4 separate regions of the Sus scrofa genome follow, and regions 1, 2 and 3 are each linked to region 4. The links are chromatin contacts, called in public HiChIP or PLAC-seq and promoter capture Hi-C maps. All regions are on one chromosome and are shown on one strand. Each heading gives the region's core, a stretch centred on a gene start, on an enhancer-like site or on the middle of the called end of the contact. The rest is flanking DNA. Distances are from core to core; before and after follow the strand shown.

Evidence for each region. Promoter capture Hi-C pulls out the DNA fragments that hold promoters and counts their contacts. HiChIP or PLAC-seq counts read pairs in DNA pulled down with a chosen protein or histone mark.
Region 1: an H3K27ac HiChIP or PLAC-seq map of alveolar macrophages shows a contact between it and region 4, with 3 times the contacts expected there. The contact joins the enhancer-like site here to the promoter of IRF1 in region 4. A contact is called at or near these places in 2 of 5 promoter capture datasets (fetal liver and liver), 33 of 47 Hi-C or Micro-C datasets (adipocytes, alveolar macrophages, blood and 16 more) and 2 of 2 datasets of contacts at active chromatin or transcription factors (alveolar macrophages and skeletal muscle).
Region 2: a contact with region 4 is called in a promoter capture Hi-C map of fetal liver, with 4 times the contacts expected there. The contact joins the promoter of SLC22A5 here to the promoter of IRF1 in region 4. A contact is called at or near these places in 2 of 5 promoter capture datasets (fetal liver and liver), 19 of 47 Hi-C or Micro-C datasets (alveolar macrophages, blood, embryonic fibroblasts and 11 more) and 2 of 2 datasets of contacts at active chromatin or transcription factors (alveolar macrophages and skeletal muscle).
Region 3: an H3K27ac HiChIP or PLAC-seq map of skeletal muscle shows a contact between it and region 4. The contact joins the enhancer-like site here to the promoter of IRF1 in region 4. A contact is called at or near these places in 1 of 5 promoter capture datasets (liver), 19 of 47 Hi-C or Micro-C datasets (alveolar macrophages, blood, embryonic fibroblasts and 10 more) and 2 of 2 datasets of contacts at active chromatin or transcription factors (alveolar macrophages and skeletal muscle).

The regions. Positions count from the first base shown.
Region 1 is chr2:134,716,118-134,719,285 of Sscrofa11.1, reverse strand. The region is part of intron 10 of SLC22A5 (solute carrier family 22 member 5); the gene reads right to left. Among named protein-coding and RNA genes, the nearest start is that of SLC22A5, 57 kb to the right of the region's middle. Within about 2 kb of position 1,700, at least 15 of the 83 cell types and tissues checked have an H3K27ac peak or open chromatin away from gene starts, as enhancers often do. A contact at or near this core is called in alveolar macrophages, fetal liver, omental adipose tissue and 1 more, where this site is marked.
Region 2 is chr2:134,658,703-134,662,126 of Sscrofa11.1, reverse strand. It overlaps SLC22A5 (solute carrier family 22 member 5), which reads right to left and starts at 1,331. Exons shown (of 14, transcript XM_021085423.1): 1 at 778-1,331. The coding sequence starts at 1,170. LOC102157444 (a long non-coding RNA gene) reads left to right here and starts at 1,468. Exons shown (of 4, transcript XR_001307200.2): 1 at 1,468-1,784.
Region 3 is chr2:134,678,504-134,681,867 of Sscrofa11.1, reverse strand. It overlaps SLC22A5 (solute carrier family 22 member 5), which reads right to left. Exons shown (of 14, transcript XM_021085423.1): 5 at 3,251-3,364; 6 at 909-1,009. Among named protein-coding and RNA genes, the nearest start is that of SLC22A5, 19 kb to the right of the region's middle. Within about 2 kb of position 1,592, at least 37 of the 83 cell types and tissues checked have an H3K27ac peak or open chromatin away from gene starts, as enhancers often do. A contact at or near this core is called in embryonic fibroblasts, liver, mesenteric adipose tissue and 4 more, where this site is marked.
Region 4 is chr2:134,782,325-134,785,385 of Sscrofa11.1, reverse strand. IRF1 (interferon regulatory factor 1) reads left to right here and starts at 1,740. Exons shown (of 10, transcript NM_001097413.1): 1 at 1,740-1,968. All of the region lies in intron 11 of SLC22A5 (solute carrier family 22 member 5), which reads right to left.

The DNA of each region.
Region 1 (3,168 bases), core at 451-2,950, 66 kb after region 4:
ACAGGGAAGTTAGGGGACATGCCCACAGTCACATGGTTAGTAAAGGTGGATCTGGCTCTCTCGGTGGCTCTCAGAGCTTTTTCTAAGCTCTTCACCACTGTGACATATAGAGTTACTCTATAAAGTATTAGGGACACTTGCAAAAATGTTCTGAAAGCAGAAAAGGGAGGGAGGGGCCAAAAATACAAATACAGATCACAACCCCCTGGACATGAGTGAAGATAGAATCCTAATTCCCTGAAGCACATTCTGTGGAGTCTGTCCACGGAATCGGAGCCCTCCAGGACGGGGAAGACCCCAGGAAGTCACTTTTCTCTTTCTCCTTCTCTTTGGGCAAGAATGCCATGACTAGACAAATTCTACAGGTTGAGACCAGAAAGGTCAAGCAAGGGTGACCAGGTTAGGGCCTCAGCTGTCAGGTGAGGAGGGAGACAGAACCAGGCCTCCCCCTTCCTAGAGGAGAGGAGAGTGATGGTAAAAGGCTCATTTGTGTCAAGGTGGAGGCGCTCCAACCAAAATTTAAACATTTTAATGTAATACTCCAGTATATCTTTTCTAATCTTAAAAACAAATTTTAGGTGGAATTCCCATCGTGGCTCAGTGGTTAACGAAGCCGACTAGGAACCATGAGGTTTAGGGTTTGATCCCTGGCTTCGCTCAGTGGGTTAAGGATCTGGCGTTGCCACGAGCTGTGGTGCAGGTCGCAGACACGGCTCAGATCCCTAGCTGCTGTGGCTGTGGTGTAGGCCAGCAACTACAGCTCCGATTGGACCCCTAGTCTGGGAACCTCCATATGCCACGGGTGTGGCCCTAAAGAGGCAAAACAAAAACAAACACAAAATTTTATTTCACTAAAAAAAACTGGTTAATATTGAGTTCTAAATGTAGTTGGTCCTCTCCCGGCAAAGCTCTTTATCAGGGTTCATAGCTGCGGACGACAGAATTAATGGTGGTTAATACTTCCAGGAAGGGGACTCTACAGAAGGACAGCGAGTAGATAAAAAGGCTCTCAGGGAGGCCTGCAGATTTAGAGGCCAACCAGCCAGGAACAACGTCTCAGCCACACCTTAGAGCTGGGCTGAGAACCCCATCCCAGCTCCTCCTCCCTCTGCTGGCTCTGCTCCTCCCACTCTCCTCCAGGCTCCCTGGTGCACCCCGCCTCCTCCAGCTTTGCAAACAATCCCAACTCAGGGCTATGAACTCGCTGTTCCTTCTGCCTGGAACACAGACATTCACACTGCTTGCCCCCTGGCTTCACCCAGATTTCTGCTCACATACCCGCGCCCTCCTCAGAGAAGTCTTCCTGGGCTGCCTTGTCACGCTATCCCCTCTCTCTGCCTCACTCTTCTCACAGCACCTCCCGCGTTTCAGACACTGAATTAAGCATTGCCTGTATCTCAGATCAAACTGCAAGCTCCATGAGGGCAGGCTGTTTTGTTGGTTGCCGTAAGCCCCCAGACTGCTATGTTTCTGGTGCTTAACTATTTGCTGAATACTTTATGAAGGAATAAACAAAAGAATAACTGGAAAACTTCAAGTAGATGGGGCTTTTGATGTGTTTGTGGGAGGTGAGCACCGCGTCTCACTCCTCCCACAAACCTGATCCTTCTCTTGGAAAACTTCAACATGAACCAATGTGTCATGTTCTCCAGCCTGTGCTGGAAGTTTAGGGTAGCAGCAAGAGTCAACTTGTACTGTGGCTGCAGCTGTGCTGTCATGCTGCCCAGATCTCGATCAGCTCTACGGATCCCACTTTGGAGGGAAGACTTGCCCGGGGACCTGTAGCTCCAAAACTCCCCTGACAGTCTCTGCAGCTCTTGGAACTTGTCTGGACTGTTGCTATGCAGACCATGGAGGCCTGGCTGGGTTCCTGCCCCTTTTCCTAGGCCTTGGACAGGCTGGGAAGTGACTTACCCAAAGTCCTCTTTCTCCCCTAGAGCGGTTCAGCCCAGGGAGTGACACTAACAAACAAATGCAGTCATGTATAGATTCAGAGGGTCATACAAGGTCAGAGTGGGGTGAAGCCTTGGTAATCTGGAGACAGCCTGTCCTCTGCAGATAACGCGAGCCAGTGCAGGTATAAGAGTGTGTGTGGACTCTGGGGTCTGGCAGATCCAACCTCCACCAGCCATGTGACTTTGGAGACTCATTCAAAAAGACAGTATTTGAAAAGCACTGCTTTTCTCAGGTGTAAAATGGAAATAAAAGTCCCTACTTTATACAGTAAGCTTGTCCTCCTGTTCAAAAGTCTTTACTTCCTATTCTTTATGATATTAAAGTCAAACTCTTTGGCCCAACAGTCAAATTGCACTACTACCAAAATCCAGCCAACCCAGCATATCGGGCATGGTCCCTCCAACTCCTCCTGAAGCTACTGCCCCTCTCAAATCCTTGCGCCTGGAGCCACCACCCAATGCCTTCTCTCCTACCTGAGTCTACCAAACCCCACGGGTAGGCCTCATGAAGTCTTCCCTGACCTGGGCTTTTCTGGGCCCTCACTGGTGTAAGTACTGAATGTTAACAGATAGCAACAAAGTTTTGACTCTCCAACCAGAAGGTGGGATCTGTGAGGGCAACCATCTCTTTTATAATGTTTCCCTCAACCAAGTATTAAATAATACATAAAAATTCTTGACTGACTCACCTGCAGTTAGGATTCAGTTAAAATGATCCCAAATATTACCTCTGTTACCCAAGAAAGGAAAATAGATATAGAAATAAATTAAATTGGGAGTTCCCATCGTGGCGCAGTGGTTAACGAATCTGACTAGGAACCATGAGGTTGCGGGTTCGATCCCTGCCCTTGCTCAGTGGGTTAACGATCCGGCGTTGCCGTGAGCTGTGGTGTAGGTCGCAGACTCAGCTTGGATCCCGCGTTGCTGTGGCTCTGGCGTAGGAGGGCAGCTACAGCTCTGATTCGACCCCTAGCCTGGGAACCTCCATATGCCACAGGAGTGGCCCAAGAAATGGCAAAAAACAAAACAAAACAAAACAAAAAAACCTATTAAAAAAAAAAGAAATAAATTAAATTGGAGACAAACGCAAATCACTCCTATTTTTTGTGTACTTCATCTGAGGGAGAAAAAAAAATAAAACTCTATCTCTGACCCAGACTTGTCAAGTAGAGGAACTCCCTAAAAACAATGCATAGAATAAATCACAAGGACT
Region 2 (3,424 bases), core at 82-2,581, 120 kb after region 4:
ATAAACAAGGTCACCCAAAAGGAAAATCCAAGGAGCTGGGGAATGAGAAAGGTTTTCCCTCTGCTTCTATGAACTAAAGTTGTTATGCTTTAACTTAATCAGCCCAATGACTTTTCCTTAAAATATCCAAAACATTCCAGGTCAAGGTGTCCCCCTGAATGGATCTTTAGATGCAGGAATTCTAAAAAACTAATGATTAACTATGAACAAAAGGTAAACAGTTCCCTGGGTAAGGACCAGTCATTTTGGGGTGAAGGTGGGTGGGGAAGGAGTAACTGGAGAAAGGAGCAAGAGACAGTTTTATAGACATGCTTCCTTTAACTTTACAAGTTCAAGAAAGTAAAGGGGTGGGTATTTCCTCTCTTTCTGAGCAGATGCTAAGAGGCTGGAGGAAAAAACGGTGTCAGCTCCTTGGCCCAAGCTCTAGCTCTGGTCTTCAGCATTCCCACACCCATCTAGAGTAAGTCTTTAACTACTTAAAACCTTGGAGTATCTACCAGGAGTCGCCAGGGCCTTCTTGGCTTCCTCGTCAAGGTAGCCAACACGATGGGTGGCCAGCACGGACATCCGTGCTGCGACGGCCAAGATCTGGCTGGAAGTGACCGTGCAAAGTGCTCCCGAGTCACCTGGCTGGAGGATGCCCATCACCAGTGTGTAGTAAGTCTGTGGAGAGGGAGTGACAGCGCACACCTTGGCGGGTGGAGTGTGCGACCTTAAAGACTGCGAAGGTCCTCTCTACTCCCCGGTCCCAGGCTCCCGCACGGGGCTGGTACCCACCTCAGTCACGATGGTGGACAAGTAGATGTCCTGGCTGAACTCCCACCCATTCAGGCAGCCCTCTTGTTCCACCTGCTCTAGGTCCACGTCGCGCCCAGGCTCCAGCCCTAGAGCCGAGAAGTTGACAATCGTCTCGAGCCGGTAGCGACGGCAGCTGTGAGGCACCTCGCGGCCGTCCTGCAGCCGCAGCGGGAGACTGTGGTTGCGCCAAGCGCTGCTCAGGTTCGCGGTGTCTGGCACTCGGCAGCGGTGCTCCGGGGTCGCAGTGAGGAAAACGGCAGACAGGCCGTTGAAGCCGTTGGGGATGATGCTGGCGCTGAGCAAGAAGAAGATGAGGCGCTGGAAGGGCCCCCACTCGCCCAGGAAGGCGGTCATCTCGTCGTAGTCCCGCATGCCGCCCTCCGCTGCCCGTGGCGCGCGGCCCTGGGTCAGAAGACGCGGCGGCGCGCAGGGGCGGGGCTAGGTGTGCGCGTGCGCGTCGGGTCCCCACAGGGAAGCCTTCCTGAGGGACCGCTCGCAGACTGAGCAGGCTCTTGAGCTCCCGCCGCCACCGCGGCCTCACGGGAGAGACCGGCCTTACATAGACAGCGAGGCTGGGGCGGGCTCTGGGCCTAAGCTGCCAATCCCGCCGAGCCCAACGGCGGGGCGGGGCCACACGTGACGACGGTGGGCGGGCCCGGGCCGCCCGCCGCGCGCACAGTCTCGGGCCGAGCCGCGGTCCCGGCGTGGACGGGTCAGGGCAGACCCTAGTAGGCCCGGAGTTACAGCCGAAGGAGCTTTGGCTCCGCTGAGGGAGGCAGCAAGACCTGGGGCCTGGGAGGCGTCTGAGACCCAGCTCGTTGGCCCAGCCCGGAGCCGGGCAAGAGCCAGAGTGGGCCAGGCGGCGGAAGGCTGGAGTAGTACAAATTCCGCCCGCCCCCTACCCCTCTTAACGGAGGTCTGAAGGCGGACTGGGACTAGCCCACGGTCGCACTGCTAGTTTACTGCCTTTGACACCGCTCATCTTGGTAAGAGTGAGAAGGGTTATGTTGAAACCGGAACCGTTAATTACTCGCATGGAGAGACTGGAAGCAATGACTAACCCAAATGCCCTTTCCATTTTGGTCGCGAACAAGCCCTTTTGTTGTCCTTTAACCTGTTCAAACCAATGTAAAATTTTAACTTCAGGATTATTGACGATCCCAGCCTAGGATTAAGTGTTTCCCTTAGATTAGTTATTTCTGCACAGAGTTAAGAGTTGAAGGGTTATGGGGGGAAAAAAAGCAACTAGGTGATTCTCAAACTTCACTGTCCCATAGAATATAAAGTGTTTTAGTGGTCATATTAGTAAAGGTGCCGCGTTTAGTAAACCAAAGTATAAGACAACTAGTGAAAATTTGAATTTCTGATAAACAACGGATTATTTTATAGTGATAAAATATATGCAGGGAACATACGAAGTTCAAATGTATTGTGTAGGGCAGCCCTACATAATAAAGTCAAAAGAAATGAATGAAATTAATTTTAATATGTTAATTTATATGTTCATAACATTATTATTTCGTCATGTAATCTAGAAATTACTGAAATGTTTTATATTCTTACGTTAATAAACCATCGATCTTATATTTAGAGAATTTTCATACTAAATCTTAAGAATCCACTGTGTATTTTATAGCACATTTCAATTCAGATTAGCCATACTTTAAGAGCTTAGTGGCCACATGTAGCTTGTGAGCTCTCTTATTGGACAACACTGTTCCAAGGCCTTTAAGAATTAGGGTTGCTAAATTTAACATTGAAGGATTTTCCTTTTTATAGTAAGAGTGGCTCCTTTTTATAATAATAGTCTTCTAAATGTACACTTTTAAGTGTAATCTGTTAGGTAAACTAATATTTTCACTTTGAAAATAGAGAATGGGAAGCTAAGCTTACCAGCATGTTTTACACAAGGAAATATAAACATTTCCATAAAGTATGATAGATTTTTAAAAAATTATGCTAAAATTCCTAACACAGGTCTTAGTCCTTTCATTTATACTTACTGTCCAATATTCCTGCCTCCTGAAGATTCCTGGCTAGGCCTTCAGTAATATACTTAATCCTTTCTAACATTTTATCTCAAGTAATTGTCCTTTACTGGAACTAACTGGAAAGGAAAACCAAGCTTCTTGAAAGTAAACATTTTTCTTGTATCGACTCTCAAAATTGTTTTAATATTTCAAAATAAATGAAAACTTTGAGAAGAATGCTGGCCTGTGTCCAGACCAAACACGGTGAAAAAGTCTTACTTTAAGAAATACCAGTTGGGCATCCAAAAACACTCCTTGGAAACAATTCAGTAGGCTACCAAAGAAGTTGCAGATCTTGAAAGCAAACCACTTGCCGTCACACACAAAGCCAAAAGCAACCCAGGGCCTCGCCTTCTGCTTCTTGGCAGGGCAGATATTTCTATCTAAATGTTGTTATTATTTAAATTGCATCTTGTAAAGGAGAGATTGAACTCAGAATCTGAGAGAATCAGTTACATGAGGCCCTTTAAAACCCTCGAGATTCCAAATTAGGATGTTCCTATTTTATAAATAAGAGAAAATAAGACTGATTTATATGGCAGATAGCAGATTCAAGGTTAGAACTATAGATCAAATGGATTAAAATATTAACATGT
Region 3 (3,364 bases), core at 343-2,842, 100 kb after region 4:
AGACCTATGTGAATCAGACTGTTTTTAACTGGCCAGCAGGTTGAAAGCACAGCTGGTACAATCAGGGAAAAGGGCACGTGCAAGAGGAGCGCCTAGGTGACACATCGCAGGCTGGCAGGTGTGTGGGGCAGGCTGAATCACCCCTGAGGCCGACTCAGGGGTGGTGCACCACCCTAAGGGATCCCAGGCCATTCCTTGGAAATGGGTGACTCATAGTACCCTCAGTGAGCAAAAGAGCTGGCTGACAGGGCTTGTTGACTCCAGCAGAAGGGATGCTGAGAGGAAGTCTGCCTTCCTCCCCCAGCAGCTCAGGTAGCTGCCTGCAATCCCAAGGGTCTGGCCACTGAGCAAACTCCATGCAGGCACTTGGCTATGTTCCTTCTTCCTGGTCAATCACGAACCCCTCCCCGACACACTTGGAGAAATGCTGTGTTAGAAGGGCCCTGATGAGGACATATAGGCCCTGGCTCTGCCTCCAGGACCGTCTTCAACCATCCCAGAGGGAGGATGTCCTGTCTCCACATTTTCAGAATGTATTTAGCATCCTCTGTAATCGAAAGGACATGGTGTCTTCACTTAGAACTTCTAAAAGGCCTCAGCTGTCCTCCTCGGTCAATGTCTGATGCACAGGTGACTGGAACAACTAAACTAAGACCCAAAGTGAGCAATGACTTGCCTTATGACCCGAAGGGATCCCCAGAGATCCCATATCTCCCCCCAAGCCCCCACAACAGTTTCATTCTCCTCTTCCGAGATTAAGAACTTGGACATGCCCATTTCTTTTCATCGCAAGACACATCCCCGATGATACAGGCTTTGAATTCTGGTCTAAGACGCGTCTGTAAATGCAGGGCCTGACGGCCACGGCCAGCACCTTGTCTGGACGCAGGTAGGGCTCACTCACGCACCACAGAATTATGGACATGATGGTGACCATCCGGATATTCCGGGTTCGGAGCAGATCCAGAATGCTGTGGGACTGCTGCTTCTTGGAGCTCAGGTCTTGTAGCTGCAGGAACAACATGACAAGGGTATGGGAGGGAGAGAAGGTTGGAGACTCAGAGACGCGAGAACATACTTGAAACCCTCGCATCTTAGCCTTGCACATCTCTGGGTTGGGGAATGTTTTATGCGTCTTGCTGGATAAGAAGAGGACTATAGTGACTGTATCTTGGGCTGCAGAAGGCTCCCCAGGCCTTGTCGATAACAAATTAGTGAACAAGAGTGAGGAGGAAGAGGAGGCGACCAGTCCCTGAGGTGATGAGGCAGCGGAGGAGGAGGCCCCAGCTGACTGCGCCTTCCCGGCACCACCCCCAGCCCAGTCAATGGCCACATTCCAGGGAGGCCGCTGAGCATTCCTCCCCGAGGCTGGCTCCCAGCCTTCTGGGTCATAGAAAGAAACTGGCTGTGTAGTTTATGGATAGGATATTTTAAAAGAATTAATGTTTTCAGTCCTCATACCATGAAGTTATGGACTACTTCCAGGGAAAAAATTTTTTCAGATAGAAAAACAGGAAAATTGACCTCAGCTTCACCCAGAGTAACTTCCTATGAAATTTGGCACAGCCAAGGACATTAATAAACCACACGTCTAAACACACTGAGGTTGCTTTCTTAAGCAAACCCAGCTTTGGAGTTTGTTTTTTCCCAAGTCCGTGGTTCAACAAAAGGTCAACTTTTGACTTAACAGATCCCCTGAAATAGCCCCATTTCCACAAAGATGCCAGTGGGACTTACGGGTTCACACAGACTGACCCCTGCAGAGCTACGGAGGCTAGCTCCCTTAAAAGCCCTCCCTGCATAGACCCCTCCCCTCTGTGCACCAGGGCCCTTTCTAGGACATGCTAAGTGGGACTGGTGCTGGATCACCACTTAACTGAGAGGCTGGCAGGGCTGCCAAGTGGCCAGCAGCTTCTTTGCTGCCCATAATAACTGGTCTCCCTTTCCCAAGCCCCAGGTCTGCATCTAGAGCCTGACATGCTAACACGCCTTTGCACATTGCAGCATGACTGCTGGTGGCTGTTCTCACAGCCAGCCCCTTGTCTTCGCATCAGAACAGAGATACACTCCAGAACCCCATCGGCCAGCCATGACAACTTCTACCCTTCAGGAGATGAGGAAAACTGCTTGCTGCAGAGAGGGTGGAAAGAAAGGGAACAGGAAGGAGACGCAAGACCCAGGAGTCAGGCAGAGCCAGGAAATTACTCCTGGCCTGTGGGAACAGGGTTCACAGGGAGGGTGGGGCGGGGGAGGGCGAGTATCCAAAAGGACCAGGCTCCAAGACAACACTCAACAACTCCCTGTTGGTGGCAGGAAAGGGACAGGACATGTCTAACTCTAAATCTACTTATGCTTCACAGTTCAGGTACTGCAAGATTTTTCTTAAGATGAGGGACTACCTAAGGTGTAAGAGACAACAATTTTCCCAAATACCAACTTCACAAGAGGCCTATTACTCATAAAGAGTTTTTCTTATTAAATGTAATAGGAGTTTCTGTTATGGTAACGAACCCGACTAGTATCCATGAGGACGCCGGTTCGATCCCTGGCTTTGCTCAGTGGGTTAAGGATCCGGCATTGCTGAGAGCTGTGGTGTAGGTCCCAGACACAACTAGGGCTCTGCCTTGCTATGCCTGTGGTGTAGGCCAGCAGCTGTAGCTCCAATTTGACCCCTAGTCTGGGAACCTCCATATGATACAGGTGAGGCCCTAAAAAGACTAAATAAGTAAATAAAGTATTTAAAGGTAATGGTTCAACTGAAAAGAATTATATAAAGTATGAAAACCTAAAATCCATGGAAAAGGTGAAGGGATTTAGGCAGTTAGCACCTTCCTCTCAACCTCTGAGTTTTTAAAATTCATTGTTCAAAAATTTTTATTAGCGTACAGTTGATTTACAGTGTTGTATTGATTTCTGCTGTACAGCAAAGTGACACAGTACCATATCTATCTATCTACTTATCTATATTCTTTTTCTCATATTTTCTTCCATCACGGTCCATCCCAAGAGAGTGGATATAGTTCCCTGTGCTGTATAGTAATATCTCATTGCTTATCCATTTTAAATATAACAGTTAGAATCTCCTAAACCCAATCAATTTCTGAATTTTAACAGGGCCTGCCTTGGGGGCAGCTGTCACTCAGGCAGAGAGGGCTGGGCTGCTGCGTGAAAGGGGGGCTTTGGGGCTCTGGGTGCGACCCTAAAATCATGGTCACCAAGACCCTCCCGCCAGCTCTCACACAGTGCTCACCTCGCTTGAGTCAAAGATGGTGGAGGGCGCAACGATCCCATTGAGTCCAGCAGCCTTGCGGATGATCACCTCAGCTTCCTGAAATCGTCCCTGAGAGATGAGCCATCGGGGGGA
Region 4 (3,061 bases), core at 491-2,990:
ACTCAGGAGCCACTTGTTTTCTACTCTTCTTGCTCAGAAGGTCTTGGTCTCTATAGTGTGCTCCCATTCCCATCTGCCACTTAAAGCACCCCAATCCTTCTCCCACTTCCAGGACACCTTCCACTTTGCTTAAAACCCAGCTAGGCTCATTTCTCCCAGTTTCTCCTCCCTCTCTGCACCCATCAGTATCTGGGAGACAGCTCTGACCCATTCCTGTTGGTTTCCTGGGAACCAAGCTTGGTCTTACAGCATCAGATTTGGGTGTACCAGAATTGGATTAACCCATCCATTTCTTCCGTGGGAGGGAGCTGTAGTGTGACTGACAGGTGGAATGCTGCATCAAAGTGTCTATTTATAGCTTGTAACATTGAAATTGGGGGCTGCTACAGAGGGCGAGCTTGGGTGACAGGAGTGATACCACCAGCCTGGCCTGGAAGAGTGATTTACTTCTGAGTCAGCAGCTTTGGGGAGGTGAAGGAAGCAGCCTGCTAGGCCAGAGTTCTGGATAGAAAAATGAACATAGTCCAGTCACTAGGAGCACAAGCAGGGCAAGGTCTAGTTGTAAGCACAAGAGTTAAAGAGCTGCCATTCCCAAGAAGCTTAGGACCTGGACTTTCCAACCCTTCCGCTAGACCCACAGCCTTGCTCAGCCCTAAGCAATTCCCTCATGTTGCCCAGAAACCCTCTGGACTAAGCATTGAGGGCCCAGAGACTACACCAATGCTTCCACAGTGGGGCTCCGATGCAAGTGCCACGTGAGTCTGTGGATGTGGCCTAAAGGAAGAGGGCTAGGAGGAACCAAGGCTACCCCACCCCTACCCCAATTCAGCAGTCCTGGGTTTTCTGAAACCCTTCTTCCTTTCCCTAAGGCCAGTCGTGGGGCAGTCCCAAGGAAGTAGACAGAGAAGTGGAAGAGATCCCTCCCTGATCACTATTAGACTCTGGACAGGGACCTTGCAAATCATGCATCATCTGTAGCCCAAGTAGGGCATGGCGCTTTATAGACATCAGCCCTTTTTGTCACTGTAAAGCCAGCAAGATACGGTTATTGTTACTGGAAACTGAGATACCCACGAGTCCCTTGGCAGGCTGCACCAGCAGGGGCCAACCTGTCCAGGCAGTCCCAAACAGGGTATGCTTTCCTTTACTTCCCCAGGGCAGGTGAGTGACCTGGAGGTAGGTCACTCCTCAAAAAGGCGACCTTTTGAGAGCCAAAACCCTCCCTCTTGACACCCCATTTCCGGACTTGAGGAAGCAGGTTGGTTTTGGAGATTCAGTCCTGGCCTCCACTCTTAAGGAGGAGGCAGGTGCCCAGGTGACCCCCTCACCGGGCCTGGGGAGACTGCTGTCCCTACCCTCCATAAAGGAAGACGAAGAGATGGCCATGGCAGCTAGCAGGTTGGGGAGTGCTGAGTGACAGGAGTAACTGCGGGCCGGGGGCGTTTGGCTTTCCAGGACAGCCTTTCTCCGGGGCGAGCTGCTGTGGGGGTGGAGTGGGAGCCGGCGGGGCGGGCCCGCGGTCGCCCCGGGGCGGCGGCGCCAGGCCGGAGGGGGTGGGGAGGGGCAGCCGCCCTGTACTTCCCCTTCGCCGCTAGCTCTACAACAGCCTGATTTCCCCGAAATGATGAGGCGGCGCCGGCCAATGGGCGCCCTCGCGGCTCTTTAGGAGGCGGGGCCGGGCCTGGGCTGGGGGAATCCCGCTAAGTGTTTAGATTTCTCGCCCGCGTCGCGGTTCAGGCAGTGCGCGCCACTCCTTCGTCCAGGCAGGACGTGCGCTCGAGCCCGGCCGAGCAGAGGCCAACGGGAGCCGTGCCAAGCCAAGGCCAGCCGTGCCCAGCGGCTCCGCGGCCCGGGCATCCTCTGCCTTCTCTTCGCTCCCACCGGGAATCGCGCTCCTCGCGCCCACACAGCAGCCCTTGCAGCGCCGGGACCCTCGGGCACCACTGCCGGATAGCGCTTGCTGCCGAGGTGAGCACACCTTCTCCGCGGGAGGCATCGGTGGCGTCGAACAAAGGCGCGCAGGGCACAAGGAAGTAGGGACCGAAAACCCTAGCCGGGAGAGTGGCGGGCGCGCGGCGTTGCCTGGGTCCCGGCGCGGGCTCAGGAGGGCGCTGGAGGAGCGGCGAGCGGCTGCGCCGGGTGGGGGCAGGCGGGAGGGGAGGCGGACCGCTGCATGGACCGCCTACCCGGCCAAGGTTGCCGGCGCCCGGCCGCTGTCGCAGATCTGTGTGCGCGAAGCCGCGGGCGGCCTCTGGGTGGCCCTTGTGTGTTGGTTGCGCGCATCCACGGGACTCGAGTGTACGTCGGCGCGTGGGCGCCCTGTGCTCCTGGCGTCAGCTATCTGTGGCCCCAGCTCGCGCACAGGCCCCAGGTTTCAGGCGGTCTATGCAGGTGGCGGGGTCTGGGGCTTGCTGACCAGGGTGGCTGGAGGATCTCCCCGGGCCCCGGGAGGAGGCGCCACAGGTGTTCCTTGGGCCACTAAGCCCGAGGAGGGGAGTCTGGCGGGAATGGTTAGCGTCCTGGCCTTTGCACTGTGGCTGTTAGGGAGGTGTAGAATAGAATAGATGGGGGGGGGAGGCTGGGCGGGAGGGGGTGGTGGTCCAGAATGCAGGGTGCCTCCTTGTCCCTAAGGGAAAGTGGACAGCTAGTGGCAACAACTCAAGTATGGAAATTTCTGGCATTAAGCAAAAGAAGGCCCTAGCTTCCCAAAGGATTTGAATTTTGAGAGAAAAGTTCTGGAATTTAGATACCTGGTTTCTGTTTTGTTTTTTGTTTTTTTTTTTTTGCTTGTTTTTGTCTCTTCCTACACATATATCCTGAACCATCACTTGCATGCCTCTCTCTTCCCAAGACTGTCTAGGAGGGAGGGAGTGAAGAAAAAATGTTTTGCTCAAGGTGATAACAAGATTCGGAGGGTGGTTTTATTCCAGAGAAAGCCCTCTTCCCAGCTGTAGTACTACAATTGTAGTACTTGGTACCTGGCAGAGGGCAAGGGAGGGTAAATGAATGACCTGGGGTGGGGTAGGGTAATGTCCAGGGGCTTCTCGACAGTCCAAACAGG